2 separate regions of the Aedes albopictus genome follow, and region 2 is linked to region 1. A link is a contact called in public Hi-C data. All regions are on one chromosome and are shown on one strand. The core of a region is the stretch at or near the end of the contact, and the rest is flanking DNA. Distances in the headings are between cores, read along the strand shown.

Region 1 (3,521 bases), core at 259-2,758:
AATTAAAAGGTACAAAACTGATTACACTCATTCGAAGAGGGTATTCTGTAACCACAGACAAACAGACGTAACACTTAGAACCTCGCTTAGAACATTTTTCGATTCAAATCATAGTCACGGAAACATATTCGCCCAATGCTAAAATGACTAAGTTTGGCCGACCATCAACTAGGTGGCGGTAGTGAGCAAACGTCAAACTCGAACAACAACGATGTGAGCGCCACAGGTGAGTAGTTGGCCAACTATCAAATTTTGAAAAAGATCGTTAAATCGAAGTACGATGGGAATTATCAGAGTGTTACGTCTGTTTGTCTGTGCTGTAACCCTCTCGAAAAGCCGGTACAAGAGATTCGTAACAATGAAATGACAAAAAATGTTATTGTTGCTTAAATCGTGTTTTTCTATTCTGTAAAATCAAATTTTTTTTTTGGCATATTTTTTTTTTTAGCTTTCGTTTTAAATTTGAGTTCAGTAGACGTTTGATAAGTGCAACATGTTATGTTTCGGTTATCGAATGTTATTCGCTAACTGCAACAACTGACAGACGTCAAACCGTGTTGGCATAGGGAGCCGACTCCGAACCCTTGGACCACCTATTGTGTAGCCTCTGCATTGGCCATTCTCCTCTTCTGTAGCTCTACGACTGTGTGGATGATAGCCGTTGAAACGGCATTCCAGCCAAACTCATCCCTACACATCCTCTGGACAAGATTGTCCGGAGTTGTGTCCTCCCTGCATGTGGAAAGCATGCGGTCATGCATGGGAGCTTGCACATCATCATTATCTCCTTCTCATTCTTTCCTTCGGCGTGGCACGCTATGTCTGAACCAGCAGATAATAAAGTTAGAATGTACATCGGATTTCTTCCCATAAGTCATCAGTATTCAAGCCATATTTTCATTTGCAGAAGGTTTCAAAATATTCTATCGGTGAAAATTTTTCCATACATTTTGTATGGGAGAAAAATGGGGCAAAAATGAGAATTTCATGAAATTTTGTATGAAAAACAGTTAAAAAGATGAAAAATCAAATTTTCCCCGATGAACTATTTTAAAAGTTTCCGCATATGATAATATAGCATAGGTTGTGATGTTTTATGGAAAGAAACCCTATGTACATTTGATTTTTATAATCTGCTGGTTCAGACATAACGTGTGTCGGTCCATAAAGCCGTCCTTGCCCGCAAAAAAAGAGGGCAATGTTTACAAATCGTATGAGAATTCGATGAGATTTTGTTTTTGCTGCAAGCCTCTATTGTGTGAAAACGCGGGCAAACAAACAAAACGTTTTCCGCCGTTTCCTCTAAACCAGCAGAAAGGCTGCAGTTTAATTCACGTTAACTTCACAACTGGGTAGTACAAAAAAAAATACAACTTTAACATAAACTTTATCCCCATTGACTCGCCCCTTGTTCATTTGAGCATCTCTAATCACTAACGCATGCCGCTCTCTCTGATGGCAGGACAAAACGGTGAAGTGTGTAAAAATAAATAGTATACTATTATTTATAAAATTTCATTCATACCTGTCACTCGTTTCTTTCGTGTTTTCTTTTGCATTCTTTCGGTGACAAGACTAGTCCGCAGTCATTATTTACCTTCTAATGTGTCGGATGTTTCGACCCTTCGTCGATCGTTTATCATCAGTACATAACAAGCAGTAATTATTTCCATTCAACCTTTGATCTCTGCAAAGGTGTGTGTCTGGATTTTGATAAAAAAAAACCGTGACCTCGAAGTGATTGTATGGAATTAAGTGAGATATTAGAAGATTAGTGCTAATCAATAATGGAATCCTCCATGCCGTGGAATGAACTACGCAACTTGTACGGCAAATATGTCAAGTGGGTGTCCGGAAATCCCTCCGCCCTGGGGGACGTGGAAATGACGGTGAAATGGTTATCCTACTTCATAGCCGGTAAGTACTTATGTACCTGCGTCATCATTAAGCGCCAATACAAAGAATTGCCACCTATAATAGTTGTCGGATCGATCGAGTAATAAACCTATAATTTCCTGATAAAACTTACTTTATTCTTTAACCTCGCGGCCACGACGTCGCGCTGTCCGTCCGTATCTCTAACTGACTGATCTCGTCAGGAAGTGTTGCCAAATCTCTGATTATGTTAATTATGTATTTCATAAAGGGCCTAGTTGGCTCCGACATCCCCCCTATTCTGAATAGTCACAAACTGCATCTGTATGATATTCGTTCAAGTATGCGGGCCTTCGTTGTGTCCTGGTTGGCCTCGTGATGTTGATCGGCTCAATATCTTCGTCGATAGCTATACTCTCGTCTTGCACTGATGGAGGGACGTCCAGTGATTCGTTGTTGGCAGCACTCGATGTTGTACTCGAAGTCTCTGGCGCTGGTGTCGAATCTCCCGGTGTTTGGCTTTGATTTGATTGATGGCTTGGCAACCGCTTCAGATGTGCTACGTTTCGATGTACTTCTCGATTTGTTTCGAATGATCGTAGTGTAGCATCTGACCCGTTTAATTCCCTTATTTCATACTCTTCCGGAGCAAACGTGGTGGACAACTTGTTTTCTTTTGTCATTCGTTTGCATACTACCACATCTCCCTCTCTCAGTTCAGATGATTTTGCTTGACGGCGTGTGTTCGTATATTCCGCATCTTTAAGTTTCCTCTCCCAATCTCGGTCGCATACAGCTTCTTGATCCGTTCGCAGAGTTTTATCGCCGAAAGCAGGCAACTTGTCACGGAAAAGGCGTCCAAACATTAATGTTGACGGTGCGACTCCGGTTGATGCATGCGGAGTTGAATTATACATTAACAGAAACGATCGTAGATCCCACATCCAGTTATTTTCCGTTTCTTGGCTTATCTTGAGGTGTTTCAAGATTGTTTTATTCGCCCTCTCCACTTCGCCGTTAGCTTGTGGCCAATAAGGTGTTGTTCTCAGCAATGTGATTCCATATTCCTCACAATATGACTTGAACTCATCGCTTATGAATTGTGGTCCGTTGTCTGACCTAATACTTTCAGGAAGCCCAAACCTACTGAATGTCTCGTGTAAGGCCTCAATAGTTCGCGCAGCTGTAATTGATCTCATGACCACCGCTTCTGTGAATCGACTATAGTAGTCAACTATGACGAACAGTGAATGCCCTGAGGGGAGAGGGCCCATAAAATCAACGGCTATATCCGTCCACGGTTTGTCTGGCATTTTTGTACGCTTCAGTGGCTCCGGAGCTCCAAGACAGGACACCAGAGTACACTCTTTACACCGTTTCACACATGATTCTATCTGTTTGTCCATCTGCGGCCACCAGACCTTCTGCCGCAGCCGTCGTTTCATCGCTGCCATTCCAGGATGAGCTTCGTGAGCCAAGGTGATAATTCGTTCTTGTAGCTTTGTGGGAATGACCAGCCGATTGCCCCTCAGTAGGACCCCTTCAGCAGAGCATAACTCATTCATGTAAGGTTTGAACTCCTTCGGAATGTTGTCACGTTGTCCCTCTTGTAACGCCTCAAGAACGGCTTGGATCGTTTCGTCGTT
Region 2 (3,521 bases), core at 396-2,895, 270 kb after region 1:
TCAAAATCATCTCCATCGAAGTCATCCTCCTCTTTTGCAATCGGTTCATGTAAAACTGTTTCTTCTTTGGCAGCGTCTGTCGTGTCCTTCGGTACGCTCCCCGTAGGTTCGTCAAAGGTAGCCGTCGTGGTCGTCGTGGCCGCCGGGAATGATGCAGGAAATGAATCAAACTTGCTGAAATCAGCATCAAACGTGGCAAAGTCGGTTTTGCTCTGCGACACGAAGTTACTGTCCGCCGAGGGTGTTGATTCGATGTGAGCGAAGTCATCGTCGAAGGACACATCGTTGGCTGTGGGCACTTCCAGGACCGCAGATCTTTCGTTCGAGGCGGTAGTAAAATCAGTAAAATCATTTTCGGTGTTGTCGTCGAAACGGCTACAGGGATCTTCGGCCGCAATAGGGGTGATGGCGGCGGGATCCGGAACCGCTTCCGGGGCCGGATGGTCCGGGTCGAGTTCTTGAGGTGAAGAATCCCGTTCGCTGGTTTCATTTTCTGACAGCTGAACTGGTGTAGCAGATTTCGAAACTTCTGCATCTAGGTGCAAGGACGGTATGCTAATATTGTCCTCGGCTCCCGGTATGCTCGACTCTTCTTGTGGTTGCGGTGGGTGAAAAGCGAAATCTTGAAATTCGTCATCACTTGGAACATCATTCTCAGAAAAGTTGTTTTGAGATAGTATCAAGGACGGTGGACTTTCGTTCCTCGATTGGTCCGGTTCCACTTCACATGTCACATCTTCCGGTACGGCTTGTGGGATCGGAAGAGGCGAAATGACTTTTTCTTCTTTCCGTGGACTTCCTTCTACCGAAGGTGATTTTCGGACTCGTCTCACAGGGGAATCGAAATCAGGCAGTGGAGGTGGCACAGGCGTTGGCAAATCTTCACTTCCTTCGGCAGGTGGTACCGAATTGAAGTCGTCAAAATCATCCTCCGGGTCCGGCAAATCCACTTCATCCTCCTCCTCATCGTCGAAATCCATTGGAGGCGGAGTATGACAAACCAGTGGAGGAATTTGACTAGACATATTGTAGTGACCTTGAAACTTCTCTCGTTATATCTAATTATGATGAATCAGGACTGAATTCAGTATCTGTAAATGAGGTAATTAAAAATTAACAATCAAAATAGCATGCATTAAACAAAGAAACTAACCTTCCTGAAATTAGCTCCAACAACCTAATCATATGACGTTTCCAGCAAATTTTCCAGAAACTCTTTTTCTCGCAGCTGCCAACCAACCAGCCATCCAAGCAAAATCGATCGATGATGGTGCAGCTCGAAGAAACACTTTTTCTTCACATCCAAAACTCCTGAACAAAGGCCAACTTCCGTTGTATGTAGTCGGACGTTACCTTGCCACAAATATAGCACTTTTACCAGCCACCGAACTCAGGAACTCCGTTCTTTTCCCCTTTGTTTCTACTGCGAATGGAGAATCAATTAAAGTTCCGTTCCAGGTAAATTCGCTCACTTGAATGATAGACCAGGGAAAAAAATATGACACACTACTCACTCTGGGCCCTGCTGGTACTCTGGCTGCAACACACCTGTATTTTCCAACTCTTTCCTTCTCATTGGTGGCCTGCTCTCTGTTGGTGCTCCGTCGTTTTCGTCGATGCTGCTTTGGCTGAGCAACAACGGAGTACTGTTTTATGAATGACACATTACACAATGAAAGATGATTTCACACACACAAACACAACTGACAGTCGTTCCAATTGGAAATTGTGGGTGGAACGGACTAGTCAAAACGGAGCAACAAATAACGCAGCCACTGACTGTCAGCAACAAACAAGCTACACGAAACATCCTAGCGCCAGGTGAATTTTGGAAAAATCTGGATGATTTAGGAAGATTTGTCTGGAAAAGTCTGGATTTGCGTAAAAACCTTACAAATTCCGGGCAAAAACCTTACAAATTCCGAGCAAAACCTTACAAATCCGGAAAATAAATGTCTGGATCTTCCAGACTTTTGTTAAATGAGACCTCAAAAATCTGGATAAATCCAGATAAATCTGGAAGGTTGGCAACGCCGAAACTAGAATTCAGTAACAAATTTTGAAAACGACGTATACCCGCATAGAAATATATCGTTCAAGCTATCGTTCATATCATAAGAATTTAATTCGTGGAATGATTATTACAACAGCAACGATGGGTTTATGATTCGATGATTGAAGTTTCTGAATTGACATTATTCAATACTTTACGAGTATTATTACACTTATGATAACGATACCATTAACGATATATGAATAATTGTTTATCTTTCCTTTTTGCAAGTTCGACGATTAATTTTACTGCCCATAACTGCATATTTGTAACATTTGCAGTTTTTGTCAAAATTGAGTTGATACCGGGGCTCATCTCCAAATCATCAGTACTTTCATCTATCCAAATGAACTTTACAAGTTTGTTCCAAAAAATGTGAAAAAAATACCAAGTCGTTTTGTCTCATTAACAAATATTAACGAATGTAACCGCATAACAGTCACACTGGAAATACATAACGTCTCATAATGTACAACCAATCATATTTTGCTCTAATATTTTTTTGAACTATTCGCCCAGCATACAAGAAGAGCTGTAGAAGATTTCATTGCGAAGTAAATTACTTTGAATTTTTGCCAAATTTTAGAAATTTAGATCCTTTTCCATACTAGTGCAAGTTGCAAACTTTGAGCTCAATTTTCTCCAATGCCTACTTTTGTCGAATGTGACTGTTATGCAGTTATGGGCAGTTTAGCTTTCGTGAGTTTTCACAATGTTTAAACAATACAATGGCCATAGTAAGCATGAAATGCACATGTTGTTTCCATATTGTGTGTAATAGTGACAGGATTCGATACTTCTGAGCAGACAAAATAAACTGCACAACATTGATAGCTCCAATTTGCTCTACCAGAGAACGCGTTGTCACCTCGGTTGTCACTAAGAGCTGCTTCGCTTGACGGATGCTGTTTCCATGCCTGCAGCTTGTTTCGGCTAATTACTGCAAACTTACCGGATCACATGCAAAACCGGAATCTCCAAAGGGATTTTCAGGGGATTTTTCCACTGGAGCTACTGTCTTCATAGTAAAGACTATAAATCTTCCCCTCGGTTCTCCTCGTTAACTGCTTAATCACCTTCACAACACCATCGAATTTCAGTCAACCGCGAGCACAGGTTCCACATGGTGTAGTGGATAAACACCGTGATCTTTCGGAAACAACTTTGGCCACGGCAATTTGTTCGATTCCCGTTCCAGTGAATAAAAAATACGACGAAAGTAAACAATGATTCAGTTAATCGTGAGCAAATTTGACAGTGCCCGACAAATGCCCGCAGGGGTGTACATTTTTTCGGGTCGGTAAAACAGATGTGGTGAAATATTTCCGTTTTGTTTTTATTATTCGTCGTATCATAAAGTTAATGATAAAGGGATTATAACATCTATGATTCCGCAAAATTTTTGTTCGAGAAAAATAGCATTTTTGAATGGTAACAATACTTAACAACCCATTCGGTCTATCATTCA

The links. A called contact is a pair of places that touch in the nucleus more often than the background predicts.
Region 2: a Hi-C map of whole body shows a contact between it and region 1, with 4 times the contacts expected there. The contact joins the promoter of LOC109429690 here to the promoter of LOC109429722 in region 1. A contact is called at or near these places in 2 of 3 Hi-C or Micro-C datasets (embryo and whole body).

What each region holds. Positions count from the first base shown.
Region 1 is chr1:229,797,039-229,800,559 of AalbF5, forward strand. LOC109429722 (peroxisomal membrane protein PEX16) reads left to right here and starts at 1,509. Exons shown (of 4, transcript XM_029870866.2): 1 at 1,509-1,917. The coding sequence starts at 1,788.
Region 2 is chr1:230,065,178-230,068,698 of AalbF5, forward strand. It overlaps LOC109429690 (mucin-5AC), which reads right to left and starts at 1,646. Exons shown (of 7, transcript XM_019705704.3): 1 at 1,515-1,646; 2 at 1,154-1,423; 3 at 1-1,091. The coding sequence starts at 1,025.